2 separate regions of the Zea mays genome follow, and region 1 is linked to region 2. A link is a contact called in public Hi-C data. All regions are on one chromosome and are shown on one strand. Each heading gives the region's core, a stretch centred on a gene start, on an enhancer-like site or on the middle of the called end of the contact. The rest is flanking DNA. Distances are from core to core; before and after follow the strand shown. Region 1 holds the start of LOC103638085 (CDT1-like protein a, chloroplastic). Region 2 holds the start of LOC100276867.

What was found. Hi-C and Micro-C count contacts between places; a contact is called where the count stands out from the background.
Region 1: a Hi-C map of leaf shows a contact between it and region 2, with 7 times the contacts expected there. The contact joins the promoter of LOC103638085 here to the promoter of LOC100276867 in region 2. A contact is called at or near these places in 3 of 25 Hi-C or Micro-C datasets (ear and leaf).

The regions. Positions count from the first base shown.
Region 1 is chr9:21,337,160-21,341,546 of Zm-B73-REFERENCE-NAM-5.0, forward strand. LOC103638085 (CDT1-like protein a, chloroplastic) reads left to right here and starts at 2,719. Exons shown (of 7, transcript XM_008661075.4): 1 at 2,719-3,162; 2 at 3,408-3,527; 3 at 3,618-3,852; 4 at 3,969-4,387. The coding sequence starts at 2,789. LOC103638084 reads left to right here. Exons shown (of 6, transcript XM_008661073.4): 5 at 1-144; 6 at 233-1,355.
Region 2 is chr9:21,189,861-21,194,617 of Zm-B73-REFERENCE-NAM-5.0, forward strand. LOC100276867 reads right to left here and starts at 2,574. Exons shown (of 2, transcript NM_001150571.1): 1 at 2,247-2,574; 2 at 411-996. The coding sequence starts at 2,562. The coding sequence ends at 953.

The sequences.
Region 1 (4,387 bases), core at 1,469-3,968, 150 kb after region 2:
ACCCTTATCTTATAAAGGTTTTTTGGACCTAGTTTCTTATATTAGTGCCTTGGTTCATTTGGACAACACAAGAACTAGATGCTCTTCGCAGAAAAACTTACAATTACAACCATCGAAGGGATTGGTAAAATACAATTCTGCTTGGTATGGTTTTTAAATATGCAACACAGCTAGATGTTTAGCATTTGTCTGACAGAAGTTAACTGCACCTGCTATAACTGTGCTTCTGCAGGTACATGATTATTAGTTTCCCTATTTGGTTCAGTTATGCAACTGCTTTACTTTTCCACAGAGAAGGCTCACAAGATTATTTATCAGAAACATTATCCAAAGAGATAACTGCTGAATCAATAAGTGATGTCAGTCTTGTTCAGAGGGCAGCCTTTTACCTTTCTTGGCTGCTATGCCCTTATAATCATGATCAACGCGAGATGCTATCAAACAATATTTTGGAAATATCACATTCTTGGGCTAGGAACAACAAAAAGTGCGTAAGCTACCAAAGTACTGTGAATAATAGGAGGAAACTGCGAATACCCACAGCTGCGGACTCTGAGAAATTCCATGTGCCAGTCAACACTATAAGCTCCCTTGTTAAAGAATTTGATGATCGCTGTGTAAAATGTTGTAGCCCAACTGCCTTTCCTCAAGCACAAGTTGGAAATCTATCGGACCTCCATCCCTTATACTTTAACCTGTTGCATCAGTGGATTCCTTTGGGAGTATTGCTTGTATCACCTAGTTGTGTTAACGAGCAGAACTGTGACATCCTCCTGCGCTACACAAGCACTGGGCAGGTTCTGGAGTCAAATGGAGCACGAGTAAAAACAAAAGATGATGCCACTAATGATGGTTTCTTAGGCAGCTGCATTGGTACTGCTGAGAGATGGGCATTGACTGGAGCATATCTCATCTTTGGCTGGCTTGACGTAGTTGAGGATATGGCCCCATTGATATTTGATTGCGAAGATAAATGTCATAGTTTTGTCAGCCAACTCAGAAACAAGACAGGCCCATACCTGCTCAAGTGCGTGAAGTCATTATTTAAGACGTTGGAACAGCCAAATCAAGATAAAGATTTTGTGATTGATCTTCATAATAGGTTGTTAAACTGGGATAAGAACGTGCAAGGCTGTGAGATATTTGGGGATGTTATCCTTGAAATGAACAAGAAGTTTAATCTTCCTTTGTAGTAGTGACCAGGGATTCTATGCAGCTCTTAAATATTTGAACGTACTTAAAAGATTGTCTTAATATGAGCGTATGAGAAACGGCTGTATGAACCTTAGTTTTTGGCTTTTGTTGAGTTTCAACTCTAGCCTATTCTAAAAGATTTTTGTTGTTGTCGTTTTAAATATCTAAAATGAATGTCGGATTCTTTGCCTCTGTACTCTCCTTTTATAAATTGTTTGCAATTTTGCCTCTAATATCATCTCCAACAATGATTCAATTGAATCAGGACCATATCTTGATTAATAAAAAATGGCTCTAGTAGTGACCTATCTATATTATCCATAACCTTTTTTTCTAATAATATAATTTATTCCTTAAACTACATGATTAGAGTTTAATTGATAGAGCTCAATTTGTTTTTAATGTTCTAATCACTTTAAATGATGCAATACTCTAATTGCACTTTAAATGACGCAATATTTTAATTTTTAAGTCACTATTTTGAGGTACCTTGTTAGAGATACTCTATCCTAATGTGAAAGTTTATAATATAGGTGTGATATAAATTTGACCATAAATTCAAAATCAACATTTTAACTTTGATTCTAAAAATATTTTGGATTTGATAAAAAAAATGGTAATTAACATTAAAAGAAAAAACAACGCTGCTAGCTCTGGACGTTTGAACAGACGCCGATACCGATCATGTCGGTCTCAATGTTGATTGGTTTGATCGTCTAATTGCTGGATCTGATACGATTTGTTCGGTCGATACTAACCATAATTGATCGACTTTAGTGATATAGTTTTTATTGGTCCACATTAGGGATGTATCTAATATTTTAATATAGATATTAATAATATTACGAAGTATAATAATAAATTTCTATATAAATTTATGTATGTATTATTTTCTCTATGCAACAAAAATAGAAACATCTAATCTGTATCCAGATAGGTATCCAAATTTTATATCAAGTATTAAAAATATAGAACAAATTCAGTGTTTACTTTTTATAAAAAATAATAGATTCAATACTAAAAATAATAATATAAATTTACATAGCAAAAATTTATGTGTTTATCCGAATAAGTATCTAAATCCATCCCAAGTCACACGTGCACCACATCAACTAACTGTTATTAACCTTTTGAACTTCAAAATGTTTTAAAAAATTATTTTTTAAATCCTGAAATTCAACGTATAAAGTAGAGTTTATTTATGAAATATATTGTTTATGTTCAGGAAAATATTTTATTTTATGTTATAAAAGAAAAGATGATGTAATGTTAAGGTAAATATAGCTTAACAATAAAATATACAGTATGCACTAGAGCAGCCGCCAACGTGACCCCGATATATGCCAGCCTAATCTTGGCGCGAACGCCTCCCAACTCGCTTGCCCACGTGGCCTCGCCCACACCTCTTCGCGCCATCTCCGTTCCCGCCAGGCCTTGGCGCCAGCTTGTTCCCGCCAGATCTTCGCGCCATCTCCCACCTGGTAACCCGCCGTATATATCCACCGTCCTTATCTTGTTCCCTCAGTCGTTAATCCCCGACCCAAACCACCACTCACCGAGACACCGCAGTCGCCTTCGCCCTCTCAAGATTGAGATGGACGCCACCCCGCCATCCAAGAAGGCCAAGACGACGGCCGCGCCGCCGCCGCGCAAGCTGCGGGAGGCCGCCGCTCTGGCGGACGAGGTCCGGACGCCGGATAAGGCCGCGAAGAAGATGACGCCGGCGGCGGCGTTCGAGCAGATCCCGACGCCGGAGAAGCCGGAGGAGATGCCGAGGGCGCGCGGCCGCAGCGTGGCGTTCTCCGTCAAGGAGATCCGCCGGGCGGCGCTCGGGCTGCGGCGGCCCGCGGCGCAGGCCGAGGCGGCGGTGGAGGATGATCTCGAGTCCGTCGAGCGGGAGCTCGGTGTTGGCGCCGGGGCTGGCCGGAGTCCCGTCAAGCGCAAGGCGGAGGTCAAGCTGCCGGAGAGGTAAAGATCTCTGTCCCCCGATGTGATTCCAGATCTGGTTTGTGCTTGAAAATCGAACCGCTTGCAGATTTCGTATTAGTATCTAGGCATCTAGCAACGCTTACTTTACCTTTTCCCCAATCTGAAGTCTAGCACCTAGTAGCGAATTTATGTAATAGAACATCTAGATACTAAAACCACGAATAATTCTTCACTGTTAGGCGATATGATTCTTTGGTGATGACATATCTTCACTGTTATTGCAGTTATGAGATGCTCTTCGAGTTCTTCAACTGCCTGGAGAGCTCTACCCGACTGCTCCGTATGAAGGGGTCCAAGGCCACGTTCCCCAACATCTGTTCTAGCATTCAGAATTTGACCGAGCGGTATAAATCTTGTTCACAAATACTCATACATTAAACTACAGCGCTGGATTGCTGTATTAACGAGTTTCCTAATTCTGTGACTGCCCACAGGAGATTTACCCACAGCCATCTTGCACAGCTCAAGTACATAATGCCAGAGGCGATCGTCATCAACAAGATCCTTTTGCGTGACGACACGACATGCTGCATGTACCCTGATCTTCAGGTGAACCTCCTAGTTGGTGCTGTTGAGAACGTCCTTAAGCAAAAGGGAGAAACTGCATACCTGGCATTAAGAAGGACCTTTAGGCAGAGGCTCGTGGAATTCTACAGGGAGCACCCTGAGGTAAGGAAACTGCTATTCTTAACACTTGGTTACTGCTTTGTCAGAAGTTCAAGGCTGTTTTTTTCCTTCTAATCAGATGAAGACTGTAATAACATTGCCTCTGTTGTTAATTTCAGGGAGATGACATTCCAGAGCACGAGCTGCCACACCCATTCAACCGAGCGAGATCGAGCTTGCCCCAGGACGAACAAAGGACTGCTCCTGAATCTTCGTCCCCACTCAAGCCATCTGATGTCAATGGACAGCAGCAGACCGCTGCTGTGATGTCGCACATGTCACAGTCGTTCAAGAGGAGGTTCTCGCAGAGATCTCCGATCGGCTCTGCAACAGCCAGTGCACCCAGTCCACTGGTGAAGGCTGCTTCCACTGCTCCATCACCACTGAGCAGAAACTCCCTCTTTGGCTGTGTTGATTCTGGCAGCACTTGTGGTGATGAAAAATCATCAAGTGCCAAAGAAGACTTCTGCAAGTCCGGTGTTTCAGAAAACACCCCTGCAAAGTTTGCCTCCACACCAGCGAGGCTAATGGCGCCTAC
Region 2 (4,757 bases), core at 1,324-3,823:
ACCCACTAAATTAAACTCCCAGCACTACTCTATTCGTTCCCTCTGAGTTCTGCAAGGCTATTGTAGTTTATACAAACATGCAATCACCTACCAATAAACTACTAGCACTAGTAGTGTCATCTAGTTCGGTGGGCTTGCATTGAGCCCCTCCTACCCGCTGCAAGCCCTAAAGCCCCTCCCTGAGGCCTGCATGCTTCACTTGCGTTCAAGAAGCCCATCCGTTTTTTGAACGCGTTGCAGTTGAAGCCTCCTCTCCTTCGGTATTTCACAGGCTGAGCGCGCATGTTGTCATCCTTTTGTGCTCTCAACCATGCAAAATTAAAACAGTTAGCGTTTCCCTGTTAATTCTCATGATATACGAAGCGCCTACTTTCACTGCTTTAGACTGTGCCAAGCAGACTATGTTCTATGTAAAATATTATCTTACATTTCAGACTACACGGCTTTACAGAGCACAGTTTAAAATAAAAGATAAAACAGGATAGCCTGTTGGAGACTGTCTTATGAGTTATTTTTATGCTAAAAGACGATGCAAAACATTTGCAGACAAGCACAGTTATGCCTGCAGCTTCGTCGTTTCCTGCACGGCGGCTGGCACGTTCATCTCAAATCGTGTACGTTTTGTTGTCTATTCCCTTGTCCATTTGGCACTCGACTTTGCTTGAAGCACAGCATCTGAAGTAGACAAAAAAAAAATCTAGAGCCTGAAGCTCATCATCATCATAGTAGCAGCACCGAAATATAACATTGACTGTGACTGGACTTTATGTCAGTCCACGGTAACGGTACAGCTCCACTGTTCCTTTCGTTAGGTGAGGTCCATGAAAATTATTTGCGATTCAGCGCACAGGTACTCGTGATTATCTAGCAAAGCATCCTCCTAGCCTTCAGGGAGCCGGCCATGCTGTACACGGACGGCACACGCTCGACTGGAAAAAAGTGCGGAAAGAGTTCAGGCTATGGAGATCGGTTCCTCTTCCTTCCCATCATTTGCTCCTGCACATTGAAAAAAAAGGCCAAGGGTTTTATTCTAGCCACGATGCATTCGAAATTCAGATGCGAGATTCAGTGAGCTGATCATTTTTTCGCGATTACTTGCCACGAGCAACGTAGATGCGATGCTTTTGTTTTGCGAATAAAAACACAGGTGTGATTCTGTGACCCGAAGAATTCTAGTTCAAGAATTGGGAAGGGGAGACAGAATCACCCTCACTGCACACACTTGTTATTTGTTAAGGGACTCTGGTGGTAAAGCCATGCCAACATGTACAGATTAAGGCATGGTTGGTGCTTTGGTGGACAAACTGTGGATTCATAAATCATAATACCTTGTTAATAGAAGAACAGAATGCATACTCCACGCCTCCAATGAAAACACGGAGAACATGAAAAACCAGAACATCTACCATTGAGATTATGGACTGGATGGTAAATTCAACTATGACGATGAATTGTTCTGACATAGAATAAATTTGTTCTTCGCATCCTCGTTATCAAGTACCAGTATTAGACCATTAGTACAATGTGATTGAGATGCCTGATACATGAACAAGGAAAAGAGCATAACCACACATTTGCAGAATTGCGGCTACAAAAAAAACCTTGACGTATATTTAGTGCTTATTGTGTAATCTCATTCAATATGGTAGTATAGCATAAGCATTTTTTTGCAACAGAATCCTGGAATAAATTAATACTAATTGGACAGGGAACTTCAAATGGATAAAATGGTATGCATTATCAAATGGAAAAAGTGTAAAAACATTATAAGCAATTCTCTAAAATATGGTTCCAGGAGAGCAAGTGTGCAACCCACAAACTGATTTCCAGATTATAATTTTGACACTATATGATGTGCTGTTTAAGTCCCTCCACTCTTCACACAGGAAATTGTAAATTCAGTACAGTAAAGATAATCACAATCATAGTATACTAGTGCAGCAAAGCACCTTGGCAAGTCAGGTGCAAGAGCATAACCTCCACAGTTAGAACAGCGAAATCGCACTAGATTAGTGGCATTTCGACGACCTACCAGATCGTATAACAATTCGTATGTACGAGATTGCAAACTAAATGGGGTACTAAATCGCAACTAGTATACGTTTCGGTGCCAATCAAACGGGAAATTTCATCGGAGTACTACTATGCTCTAGCTCTACAAGACAAAAAATATATATATACAGAATCGAATTATATAGCACGCTAATCATAACACTGCGGCACTTCGACATACTGGATCACATTACCTGGCGGCGCGGGCGCGGGCGCGAGCGGCGCGGGCTCCTCCTCGCCGTAGATGTGGCGGAGCCGGGACGCGGAAATGGGGGAGGAGGGCGCGGCGGCGAGGGCGAAGAGCTCCTCCCGCCAGGCCCACATGGCGGCGGACATAGAGGCGTTGGTGGCTCGGAGAGAGCTCTTCTCGGCCAACAGGCTCTGGATCTCGCGCTGCTGCTCCGACGACTTCCACCCCAGCGCCACCGCCGAGCCCAGCAGCAGACCGCTGATCACCTTCTCCCGGTGCTCCGTCAGCTTGGCCCTGATCCCGCGCAGCGCCGCCTCCATCGCGCTCACTCGTCGTCTGCGCAGATTCGCCGAGCTCCGACGGCGACCCGTGCGGTTAGTCGGGCCCAGCCGTGAACGTGTGAACGGCCCATCGGGACGCAGCGTTCAGTGGGCCTTGTGTTGGCGGGCTCAGTTCAAAACGATTTGCACGTTTGCAATTTTCCCTTTGGATGCAGCACACGGTTTGTATTTCTATCGCTGCGGAACGACGATCTGTGTACCCTTATTTTACTCTTTTAAAAGGGAACGCATCAGCTGCAAACCAAACTTTGTGTAAATTGTGCAAGCAGTTATAAAAAAAATTCAAAACAACCTGTCACCGTGCATTAGCTTTCAAAACAATCCTTCCACCTCCCTAGTATATTTTCAAATACATCCTCCACTTCCAACAACATATTGATTTGCACAATTTGCACCAAATTATTGGTTTGCACCTCAAGCTATGTTTACTCATTTGATACTCACTAAACTAATGGACTAATGATAATAATAATAATAATAATAATAATAATAATAATAATAATAATAATAATAATAACAATAATAATAATAATAATAATAATAATAATGACGACGACGATAATAACAATAATAACCACAATAATAATAATAAAACATAGTGAAATCCTACGTGTAGAAGTAGAACATCCAATTAGAAGTTTAACACCCAAACCCACCCACCCCCCCTTCTTTAACAAGATTCCAGTTTACTTCCTTTACTGAGAAGTCTATTATCGTTAAAGTATAGATGCCTACGTATAGAAGTAGAACATCCAATTAGAAGTTTAACACCCAAACCCAAACCCACCCTCCCACCCTTCTCTAACAAAATTCCAGTTTACTTCCTTTATTGAGAAGTCTATTATCATTAAAGTATAGATGCAAGACCTGTTCTCTCAAACTATGATTCGACATGTACTTCTGAGTACTCTCTCCATTTTTTTATTTGTCGCGGTTTAGTTCAAAAATAAACTAGTCGGCGATAAATATTCGAGAACTCACTTCTCTAACAAGATTCCAGTTTACTTCCTTTATTGAGAAGTCTATTATTGTTAAAGTATAGATGCCTACGTATAGAAGTAGAACATCCAATTAGAAGTTTAACACCCAAACCCAAACCCACCCTCCCACCCTTCTCTAACAAGATTCCAGTTTACTTCCTTTATTGAGAAGTCTATTATCATTAAAGTATAGATGCAAGACCTGTTCTCTCAAACTATGATTCGACATGTACTTCTGAGTACTCTCTCCATTTTTTTTTGTCGCGGTTTAGTTCAAAAATAAACTAGTCGGCGATAAATATTCGAGAACTCACTTCTCTAACAAGATTCCAGTTTACTTCCTTTATTGAGAAGTCTATTATTGTTAAAGTATAGATGCCTACGTATAGAAGTAGAACATCCTATTAGAAGTTTAACACCCAAACCCACCCTCCCACCCTTCTCTAACAAGATTCCAGTTTACTTCCTTTATTGAGAAGTCTATTATCGTTAAAGTATAGATGCAAGACATGTTCTCTCGTACTATGATTCGGCATGTACTTCTGAGTACTCCCTCCATTTTTTTATTTGTCGCGGTTTAGTTCAAAAATAAAACTAACCAACGATAAATAATCGAGAACGGAGGTAGTACAAGTTTTAAATCATTTGTATATATATCAACAGAGAAAAAAATGGTTAATGACAAATCACAAAGAGACTATACTGGACCATTATCCTCTCTTCTGCAAAAGAAAGATACTGATGCAGTACCAAAACTATACTTCCCTGTCATAGAGTACTTCCTCTCACTCTTCGAAACGATAAGTTATTTTATTTAAAAAGATTCAAAATATCTGAAGTTTAACTAAAATTTCTTTTGTATAATAAATTATTTAGAGGTACAAATGTTTTAATATCTTCTAAAATCCAATCTAATTAAACATAAAAATGTTTAACTGGTATGAATACCGTAGCGACAACTATTTTACGATGAAAAAAAGTATCTTAGTTTACCGCAAGTCTGAAATACAATGGCCAATCACCATTATACGTATACATGAGCAGGGCACAGCTAGGGAGCTAGATAGCAAGGGTCGTAATTGGCGTCTTCGCAGCGTCACCGTGCAACGTCAAAGTTGACAACAAGACAATGGTCAACAACATCAAGCTAACAAGACAGGGTTGCTGCCAAAATCATTATCAAACTAACAAATC